Regions from separate parts of the Gossypium hirsutum genome. Here region 1 is linked to region 2. Evidence: chromatin contacts called from public Hi-C data. All regions are on one chromosome and are shown on one strand. The core of a region is the stretch at or near the end of the contact, and the rest is flanking DNA. Distances in the headings are between cores, read along the strand shown. Region 1 holds the start of LOC107949616 (receptor like protein 21-like). Region 2 holds the start of LOC107949578 (L10-interacting MYB domain-containing protein).

Region 1 (5,254 bases), core at 2,539-5,038, 150 kb before region 2:
CTTCTATCTTTAAACACTGATTGAAATCACTATATTGACTCTGAAAATGGAGCGTTTTATTTTTTGTGTTTTTTCTTACTGCCGAATAAAAAAAAGAAGCCCCTCCTTTACAAATTTTCCATTTAGGCTTTATAGCCGAATGTTTCAAAGAAGAGTACAAAAAATATTGTTTCTTCCATTCGTTACTGTTCTGTTACTGCTGTTGTTTTGTTTCCTTTTTGCAGGTATAGAGTCTGTTGTCATGCGTACGGGGTGTGGGCGTGGCGTACGAGGACTGTGGAGGTATGGGGCTGTTGTAGTGGGGGTATGGGGCGTGGCAGACGGTATGGGAGTGACCAGGGATGGTGCTGGTGTCAGAGGAGTGGAGGAGGCTGAAGAGGGGAGAGCGGCTGAAGACTTTGGTGGCTAGGGTTTGCTGCTGAAAATTTTTTTAGATAGTGGGCTTGGGTTGTTAGGGTTTGTAAATTGGGTTTGGGTATTGTATTATTGGGTTTTGGTTGTAAATGGGGTTTGAATTTTGGGTTGGCTGATGTATTAGTTGGGCTTATGGGTATTGGGCTGTTTAGGTTAGGGTAGGTTAGTTGGGTTTTGGGGTGGCCCAAAATTGGCCTGTACAACCCTCATATAAATTCAAACTACTCACTGACCTTAAACACATACCTCAAAACTTTAAACCTCAAATTCTGGAGTGTTACAATAATATTTTTAAATGGAACCAAATTATAAAACTATATATTCACACACATACATATTATACCTTGAGTAGAAAAGGTGTCGTTGAAGTAATTGCCTCTCAAATATAAGGTCTTAACAGATAAGAATGTCTACAGAAGCTGTATTAGCGAAATAGTTCCACTGGTGAACACGTAGTCTAATATAGCAACCTTATCTTTCCCAAACTTCCATTTTCTGAGAGTCAAATTAGTGGTTGGCATCATTCACTAGATATCTAATGGCAAGCAATTAGTAAGACTTTCCTAGTTGATACATATACCTTTATTCTTTATGGGCACAAATTTCTTCACCTGATTCTGACTCATGTTTAGCTCTTCTATGTTGCTCAAAGCATTTAATAATTCTGTGAAGATCGACAAATAAAATTTAAAATTAAATCACAGAGAATAAATGTAATAACTCAACAATTAATTTGTTTAATTTAAAGGAAGATTACATATATTCAGTAATTTCACCTTTAATAGTTATTGGTCCTTTAAGTTGATTATTCCTTATTCTCAATGACTTTAGATCAGAAAACCACTAAGCTGTGCCAATAAGTTATTGTGAAGGAGTTGGAATCCAAATTAAGCTATTCAAAATTGGTCAAATTAAGTGGCCTCTCACCATGTACAAAGCATTTAGATAAGCGGATTTATCACTAATGGAATATTAAATGAGATGTTGGTATGTATATGTAAGAATATGATAAAATGAAACATATCAACACATACCATGGGGAGATTGGAGGCTTTCAATTTTATTAATTTCAAATTAGATAAATATCATGTGAACTCAATTTTTAAATATTTATTAATTTGAGTTTAAATAAAATAATGAAAACATATTTATTTATGATAATTTTATTAATTTAAAAAATATTTATATCATTTAAAAATTTAAAGACTATTTTTGTCATTCATATTTAGTAGTTAATATGAAGTTTGGACTTCTTTATATATATAAGTTTGAGCTTATGATTTAGTGGCAAAAGATTTTTCTTTGAGAAGGGATTGTATGAAATTGTGATTTCAAATCATATTTATCCGTTTCTAATATAAGATAACTCAGATTTTTCCTCCTGATTTCCAGTTTTTTCTTTTTGAAAAAATTCAAATCCAACTAAAGTGCTAAAAATCAGGAGGAAAAATTTAATTTATCATTCTCCTATTTGAAAGGAACAAGAATGTGAAACTACAGTTTCATATAATCTTTTCTCTCTTTTTTACGCTAAGGTTTGAAACAATATGAAATTTTTACCACAACATCAATGGCTTGTTTGACTACAAAAATATAGATAGATATAAGTTATATATATATTAATATATATGCTACAATATGTTTATCTGAATGCTGAAAATTGTAAAGCGTTATTAAATGTTTTAATCGGTAATGCATGACATTATATATAGTTTTCTCATAATACGCTATCAATTATTACATAACAAAGATATTACATTCTACCTTTAAAAACTTTAAAGCAAAGAACCCAAACAAACTTTGGAAAACAATTACATACAAATGTAAACCACCAAAGCACAAGGCTACCCGCTTCTTTTGAAGATGGGAAATCGCAGAAGATTGTCCTCAATAAAATACTGGCAGGTCTTGATGCAGTGTTCAACAAAAGAAAACCATGCTCGACGCCAATAAGGATTTATATACAGGATGAGAACAATAACCAGTAACACAATTACATAAGAAACAAAAAAGGTCACCCAAAAAACATACTTGTCCATCAAACCACTTTCTTCTTCGTTGTTTGAGGTATTTGGTGCTACTGTCGGGGGTGAATCAAGGTCGACGCAATTTTTATGCAAGAGAGGCCCACAGAGAAAAGGATTCTCCATATAACTGCTTTCATCAAAGGTTCCAAATTGAGTTTTCGGAGACGGAATACTCCCTGACAAGTTGTTGTATGACACATTGAAGACTGCTAAGGTGTACAACTCTGTCAATTGAATAGGGATTCTTCCGATTAGGTTGTTGTGAGAAAGATCCAGACTCTCAATTTGCTTGAGCTTTGAGAACATTGACGGTATATGTCCAGTCAAATTATTGTGTGACAAGTTTAATGATCGAATTTCACTCAAATTTCCAATCTCTGTGGGGATTTCACCTGTTAATCTATTACACGATAAATCAATTCCAGACATGAGCTCAAGAATGTTTCCCTTGTATGTGTAAGATGCTCTCTTTGTTGTATAGTCCACCTTTTCTTCCATTTGATTCTCAATAAAGGGATATACATCCAATGACATAGATCCTCTTAAAGTGGACCACTCAAATTCGGTCATCCCAAAGTAATTAGGACTATCCATGATTCCTCCAAGCATCGTCCCACCGACCCTCATTGAAGATTTTTCATAATTTGGCTGAAGAGTTAGATGACTCAAACAAGAAGGTATCGAACCAAAAAGCTTATTTTGAGAAAGATCAATGATGCTTAACGAATACAATTGGCACATCTCAGTGGGAATTTCTCCGATAAAATAATTGGCTTTTAGAAGGAGGACACTTAAAGCCGAAAGAGTTCCAATCCCGTATGGAATTTCCCCAGTCAACTGGTTTTCACTAAGATCTAAAGTCACCAAGGAAGAGCTGTTAAAGAATGCATTTGTCAAGGTTCCACTTAATCTATTCTTGCTCAAATGGAGATGTTCAATAGATTGTGCATCGAAGCAAGATGGTATTGGGCCAGAAAAATTATTTTTTGAGAGGTCCAAAATAATAAGAGAATCCAAATAGCACAATTCCATCGGAATCAGACCCTTGAGCTGATTGTTGGATACTGCCAATGCTTTTAAATCTGACACATTCCATTTCCATCTTGGGAGTTCCCCAGACAAATTGTTGTTACTTAAATCCAGATCTTGAAGAGGGTATGATGGGATAGTTGAGATATCAATGCTCGGTATATTTCCATCAAAGTTATTGCCATCTAAATATAACAAATATAATGAAGATGAGCGAAAGATAGTTGGGGTTATCTTCCCACTTAGATGGTTATTTGATAGCCTAAGAAACCTCAACGAGTCACTTTGAGCTAACATTTCTGGTATTCCTCCTGATAGTTGATTATGAGATAGATCTAATAATAAGTTTCTAGTATTCAAACTACCCAAACAAGGAGGAATATTACCTTAAAGGAAATTGCCTGATAGATTTAACCCAAATAGTTGTGGAAAGATTGAACAAATGTTTGCTGGAATGGGACCTTGTATTTTGTTGTCAGATATATCAACAACTGACATGTCTGGATTCGGATGAGATTGAAGATTGAAACGGCCCATAAAAGAGTTACCCTTCATTAAAAATGCTTCCATTCTTGTATTGTTCTCTAACAACCAAAAAGGAATCTTCCCTCCAAAATTATTATATGAAAGATCAATAATACTCAGGTCATTTTGGTAATAGAGGAATTTTGGAATTTCAATGTGGAGTTCCTTTGCTGTGCAATTCGACAAACGGAAGGCTTTTAGTTGGAACTTTGGGACCCATGTTTGAATGGTAGGCTCTTTGACTAACTTGTTTTGACTGCCTAAGAGGACTTTGAGGTGTGAGTGGTTGGCAAATGATATGAAAATGGATGGAACTTCGAATAAGTTTCGTGAAAGAGAAATGAATCTAAGCAAAGTGAGATTGGCTAGAGCAGTGGAGGCACCTTTCCCGGCGAATTGATTATCAGAAATATCCAAATAATGAAGAGATGACTAGTTAGCCAAACATGAAGGGAGTGTTCCTTCAAGAGCATTTTCACTAAGATCCAACACCTCAAATTTCCGTAAATCGCACCATCCTGTAAAATAAATTTGTACAAATTATTTAAATATTCTAGGAGCATAAAAAAATTTATCAAGAGATTGTCTAAATAATTATGTCATAATTATTAATTTACCTTTCGTAGGTAATGTCCCAGAAAGCCCACAACCATTCAAAGACAAAATTTTAAGAGAAGCCAATACACCAATGCTTTGAAGAATGTTGTTGTTGAGAGATGACGAATCCAACACTAATTCCTCTATTTTGCTCGACACATGCAATTGATTTTTACAAGTGTATAAGAGTTATTTAAATGACTGATGTTAAATAAATAATATTTTCAAATGGAATCAAATTATAAATTTATATATTCACATACATACATATTATACCTTGAGTAGAAAATGTGTCATTGAAGTGATTCTGTCTCAAATATAAGGTCTTAACAGATGAGAATGTCTCCAGAAGCTGTATTAGAGAAGTAGTTCCACCAGTGAACACATTGTCTAATGTAGCAATCTTTAGCTTTCCCAAACTTCCATTTTCTGATAGTCAAATTAGTGGTTGGCATCAATTCACTAGATATCTAATGGCAAGTAATTAGTAAGACTTTCTTTAGTTGATACATATACCTTTATTCTTTATGGGCACAAATTCCTTCACCTCATTCTGGCTTATGTCTAGCTCCTCTAAGTTGCTCAAAGAATCTAATAATTCTGTGAAGATTGACAAATAAAATTTAAAATTAAATCACACAGAATAAATGCAATAACTCAAC
Region 2 (5,998 bases), core at 769-3,268:
TAATAAAAAATTAATTACAATTTTATCAAAGATATTTTTTAAATTTTTAAATAAATTAAAATAAAAATCAAATTTCAATTTTTTAAAATTAAATAAAGTCAAAATCAAAAGTTTTTGAGATTTTGAAATATATAAAAAATTCAGAAATTTTGCATCGTTCACTTATTAATTTTACTCCAACATAAACAGATAAAAGCAATTTTTTATTAAGTATTTATTGTTTTTGGAATTTACTATCAAGACTATATGAAGTCGAAATTGCATATTTATAATAATAGAAAATGATAGTTACATTTACAAATTATATATAAAAATAAAATAATAATTTAGTTTATAAGTGTTATTTTTATTAATTTTTTGAAAAGATTTTAGTTGTTGAGTTCAAGTTGATATTTGAATGCAGAAAATAAGTAGTGCCACAAACAACGCTTAAAGTTGTGCCAATTGTTTTAGGCGCTAATAGAAAGGCGTATAAAATAAATAACATAAGAGATATTTACGTAGTTCAGGGCAGAATATTCATTATCTTGCATCTTATGCAACAAGTGTTTTAAAACTTGAACACTCATCAGTTTCGACTATACACTTTTGTACCTAAGATTTAAACATGTCCTTCTAAGTTTTCCCTTGAAAACTGAGGACACTAACCAAGTCACGCACTTGATTATTACACTTCAATGCGCTAATATAAAAGTTCCACAGTGAATAAGATAAAGTGCTCTTTCTATCACTACAAAATGTATACAAGTCTTCACAATAAATAAGTAAATGAGACTTGCTAACATACTATATCTTTTACAATTAATCTCCCTCAAATTAAGCAGAACAACTTGCACAGAGAATATCTTCAAAACATCACAGGATAAATCTTGAATAATGAGGATATACTTTCTACTTTAGCCCGATTCGATCCAATCCACCAATTATGAGAAGTTGATTACTTTGATCTGAATCCAAACAAATCTCCAAGATAAGTTGTTATGTGTAGTTTAGATATTAAAGATTGGTTGATAGTCATCCAAAGTAATAGCAAGAAGCACAACCAAAACATGTTTGTTACAAAAATTTGCCAACTCAGACATGTCCGTTTTTTCAAGTAGACAATGCTACTACCAATTGGCATTGGTCTAGTTATTGGTTTAGACACTCCTTGAAAAATGTCTCAACAATATTTAATTTAAGTTTGGGTCACTTTAAGTTACTTCTTTTGATTCAAGTCGTTGACTTCTAATAATAAAATTGAGTTAATCAAGTCAAATCATCAAGTTCGAGTTAAAATTGACAGGTTTATGTCATCATTATATTATTATTATGTAAATAGTAATTTATTTGTAATTGGAAGGGATGATAAATTCAAATAATGTTTATAATTTAATTTGGTGGGACAAAATTTTCTTTTGGCAAATGGCTGAGAGAATTTTTTTTTTTGGAAGAGTCAATGGCGAGAAATGACACCATTGAATCTCTCCTGCTTAAATTTTAAATTTTGGAAGGCTTAATATCTAATTTGATATTTTATTTTGATACTCTTTTAATATAGTATTTGTGTTATTTTTTTGTCTAATTTAGTACATACAATTCACAAAAGTTATATATATTTTGATATTTAAATGTAACAATGTTAACTTTGTAGTTCTTAATTCGGAGTTTAAAGTTAATTTAATGAATATTTATAATTATTAACAATTAAAATTTATCAAATCAACTCTAAAACTCAAATAAAATTATATTCATCAGATTGTATTTAATTTAAACAAATTCTCAATTAACACAAAATTTATTGTATTAACAAAATTATAAAAAAAATTAAAGATTAATAAATTTTAACAGTGAAGTGACTATAATTTTCAAATTTTTAAATGAGAATAACAAAAATGACATAAACAAATTTCAGTGACCAAAATAATATCTACATTACCTTAAGTTTAATTATGAAATATGAAGATGTTGAATTTATTGATAAACATTTGGGCTCTTTGTCAGGCCTAATCTGTGAAAATGATAAACGATCTTATCCTTGATATTTGGGATAAATCCAGAATTGGGATACTCCGCTCCTCTTGTCTATGATCTAATTCCAGCCGCCAAGCATTCATAGCACTATCCAGGAAAACCTTATCCCGACATTTGCAGAAAACCCAGGTTCTTGCCCCTCCATTTTCCCAGAGTCGAATCCAAGGTATACATTTTTCACTCAACTAAACCCATTCTCTCTCTCTCTCTTCTTCACCTTTTCTTTTATGGTTCGTTTTTAATTTATTTTTTTTTATTTCATGCCCAAATGTTTACATTGATTTATAATTCTTGCCTTTCGATTCTGTTGGTGCCTTGTCTTTTTACGTTGTTCAAGAATGGGTATCCGTGCCAAGAGCAATTTGGATCGATCAAGGACGATATGGACACCCGAGATGGACCGATATTTCATCGATCTCATGTTGGAGCAACTCAATAAAGGTAATAGGTTCGATGACCATGTTTTCAGCAAAACGGCATGGATGAACATGAATTCATCGTTCAACGAGAGGTTCAAGTTCGAATACGAGATGGATGTGCTGAAAAACCGGCACAAAACACTGAGGAATCTGTACAAAGCTGTTAAGAACCTGTTGAATCAGAAGGGTTTTAACTGGGATTCGACTCGACAAATGGTGATCGCCGAGAATAAAATCTGGGATGAATATATCAAGGTTCAATGCTTTACTTATTTGATGATTTTGAGGGTTTTTTTGCATTGCAGGATCTTACGGGTTTTCTTATTTACAGGTAAACCCAGATGTGCGTCCTTGCAGAGTTAAAACTATTCCTTACTACGATGATCTGGGTATTATATATGGAGATAATTCAGCTAGGAAAACAGGTAATGATTCAATCGTTGATACTACTAGGTCTTAAGTTTGGTGGTCCACTCTGAGTGTCGGGTTTGAATATGAATATTTCCGGACTCCAGACTAGTTCGCATGACTTTGTTCGAAGTTTTTTCATGAATGATCTTTGTGTTTATTTATGGAGATAGGGTAATTTTTAAAAAGGGTTATGATTTTGTCCTTGACATGACTAACTCCGTGTCCGGTTTTGAACTTAGAGTGAGTTTCAGATACGGATATGCATCGACCTTTTTCATTAATGATTTTTGTTTTATGTATCGAGATAGGATAGTTAGTATAAAGGGTAAAAGTTCTATCCTTGATACTACTAATTCTTTGTCTAGGGCTTTGTTACCGGTACTCGGGGTTGAGTCTTGGGTATGAATACATGTATAACACGAGCATGCTCTTTTTTCTAAGCTTTTCCATATACGTGGAGGATCATAAACCGTATCTATGTCCAAATATTTGTCGGACACAGGCATTAAACATGGATATTTTAGGAACAGAAGAGTCCGGGTAACATGAGTCTGGTGTATCTCATTGTTAGAAGGTTTCATATGTTGCTGATATAATATGATACCAGGCTTTAATTTGCCTGAGACATCATCACACTCAGGTGACGATATAACAGGATCTGCTGCTCAACCAGAATGTGGCAATAAAGGAACTGTGGAGGCTGTTCATGAAATTGTTGTGCGTGATGATTTTATCTGTTTGCCACTAGAAGTGGAGGACACAACAGAGACGACGCTGAATGCAACAACAAACCCACTATATAGTCGTACTAGAATGTACTGGCAACCACCAATGGACCGGTTTTTCATTGATCTTATGCTTGAGCAATTGCAGAATGGGAACCAGATTGATGGTGTATTTTGCAAGCAGGCATGGACAGAGATGATTGCTTCATTTAATGCGAAATTCGGTTTTAATTATGATGTGGACATACTAAAGAATCGGTATAAAACTCTAAGAAGACAATATAATGTAATAAAGAATCTTCTTCAACTGGATGGATTTACTTGGGACGATGACCGTCAAATGGTGATTGCTGATGATAGTGTATGGCAAGACTACATCAAGGTATTACGTGTAATACTTGAACTGCTGTCGATGCTCATATAGTCTAGGCCATATTATCCATAAGATGTTCAGCTATGTTAAATCATACCTGATGCATGCATAATCTACATGGAAGCCACTTAATATCCACCATCAAGAATTCATGGCATTGTTTTATTTCTTTAGATCGATGTTGTTTTGATATGTCGATATGGATGTGACACGAGTATGTTAAACTTTTTCTAAGTTTTTCATGTATTTTAAGTGTCATCTTCCCATACTTTTATTGGAATATGTGTTGGACATGGGTTCCTCAATTAAAATGAAGAGTTTGAGTGGTGCAGTTTAAGGGTAACAATGTTACGAGGAAGATGATGCCGCCTTTATTTCATTTTGTTCATCGATTTGTTTGGTATACTATTAAAAGCCCGTTGAGAAGTAATAGAGAGACTTTTGATGCATATCATTATAATAATGGTTTCATTATATGGGATTTGAAAAAGCTGTTATGTACTAACATGCAGGGACATAAGGATGCACGACAATTCATGACTCGACCGGTGCCGTACTATAAAGACCTGTGTTTGATATGCAATTCCCCATATCCTGATGGAAGTGATTGCTTTTCCCTTCAATGTACGGACCCAGAAAACAGGGTTCAAGAAGTGAAGCTGGGGCAAGCAACCAAGTGTTCTCCGTCTCCTGTAACATCTGTTTCGGGTGAAGATGAAATAGGTGATGTGCTGGAGCCAGCACATCGGGATTCAAACACAAATGGATCTAACCTGAAGTGCAAACGTCAACCAGAAAACAGGTTAAATTCTGCACATACAAAGAAATCACGAGGCGAAGATGATGACATGGCCAGTGCTCTCCGAGAGATGGCAAGCGTGGTTTCGTCTTTAGCGGAGAAGAAGGATGATGGGAACACCAACTCCATTCCGATAGAGAATGTGATTACAGCAGTACAGGCACTACCTGACATGGACGAAGATCTTATATTGGATGCATGTGACTTGCTGGAAGATGAAATAAAAGCAAAAACTTTTATGGCATTGGATGTTAAACTGAGGAAGAAGTGGCTGTTACGGAAGCTTCGTCCTCAGCAGTGAGTTTAATCGAGTTGTGTCTAGTTTCAACGGAATGGTTTAGATATGTGTCATAGTGAATGTAAATTCAGTGAGTAGAGTCAATGTTAGCAAGTAATTTGGCAGACTAAAGTTTCAAGAATCTTATGAAAATGGCCGAGAAAGTCTAAATATTTGCTCTGATGTATATTTGTATATATAGGAATAAGCTTATATTTTAATTTGAATATGAAATCGGCTTTGAATATAAATAATTGAGGGTTCAGGGTTATACAAGCTACCATCCATGGTTGTTATCCCCAACTATTTTATGTAATGCAACTTAATTCCTGGCACCATCCATTAGTTTTAGGCATGAGAATTGGGGTGGGTATCGGGCAATTAAAAAACTTGTTGAATCGAGGTGAAGAGCTTTTAACTTTCGAATAAGTTGGGCGAGGCTGGGACAATGGTCTCTTACCAGTCTCGGCCGTTGTTAATAACTCTGCTTAATAGTCTAGCATCCGTCTACTATAATGAGGTGGATACACTCACCTGAGGTCCTTCCCAAAATGGCCGATTTAGCCTCTCTAGTGCTTATGATCTGGTTAAAGGATAATTGAGCAATCTTGATTCGATTAATTGTTAAAATTCCATGGAAATTAACCCACCAGTGCCTCGTACTAATTTTGGGAATTTGGACCGAAAGGATTGGATTTCTATTAATATTACTTCTAAAAAGTGGATGCAAGTCCTTCAAGTTCCATGGAAATTTGTCTTTTGTTTCTTTATGTGGCAGTTTTGGTTAACTAGCAATTTTGTTGTTTCTTTCTGCTGATTGTCATTTTGCTAATGCAGTTGATGCCATTTTGGCTAAAGCAGGAGACGAGAGTTCTATGCTTTCTCCACACCAATCAAACGAAAGCCAATCTCCACCATTGTAGGTTTCTTGGTTGGCACAAGCTTAATATCGATGATTCTTCGGTGGGGACTCGGACAAGG

Evidence for each region. A called contact is a pair of places that touch in the nucleus more often than the background predicts.
Region 1: a Hi-C map of hypocotyl shows a contact between it and region 2, with 2.1 times the contacts expected there. The contact joins the promoter of LOC107949616 here to the promoter of LOC107949578 in region 2. A contact is called at or near these places in 12 of 34 Hi-C or Micro-C datasets (callus, cotyledon, hypocotyl and 3 more).

The regions. Positions count from the first base shown.
Region 1 is chrA08:5,693,303-5,698,556 of Gossypium_hirsutum_v2.1, reverse strand. It overlaps LOC107949616 (receptor like protein 21-like), which reads right to left and starts at 3,788. Exons shown (of 1, transcript XM_016884349.2): 1 at 2,100-3,788. The coding sequence starts at 3,767. The coding sequence ends at 2,259. It overlaps LOC107949624 (putative receptor-like protein 16), which reads right to left. Exons shown (of 6, transcript XM_016884360.2): 3 at 5,109-5,192; 4 at 4,869-5,021; 5 at 4,613-4,735; 6 at 4,001-4,513. The coding sequence ends at 4,428.
Region 2 is chrA08:5,537,348-5,543,345 of Gossypium_hirsutum_v2.1, reverse strand. It overlaps LOC107949578 (L10-interacting MYB domain-containing protein), which reads left to right and starts at 2,018. Exons shown (of 5, transcript XM_016884313.2): 1 at 2,018-2,179; 2 at 2,351-2,687; 3 at 2,764-2,857; 4 at 3,499-3,950; 5 at 4,454-5,244. The coding sequence starts at 2,352. The coding sequence ends at 5,041.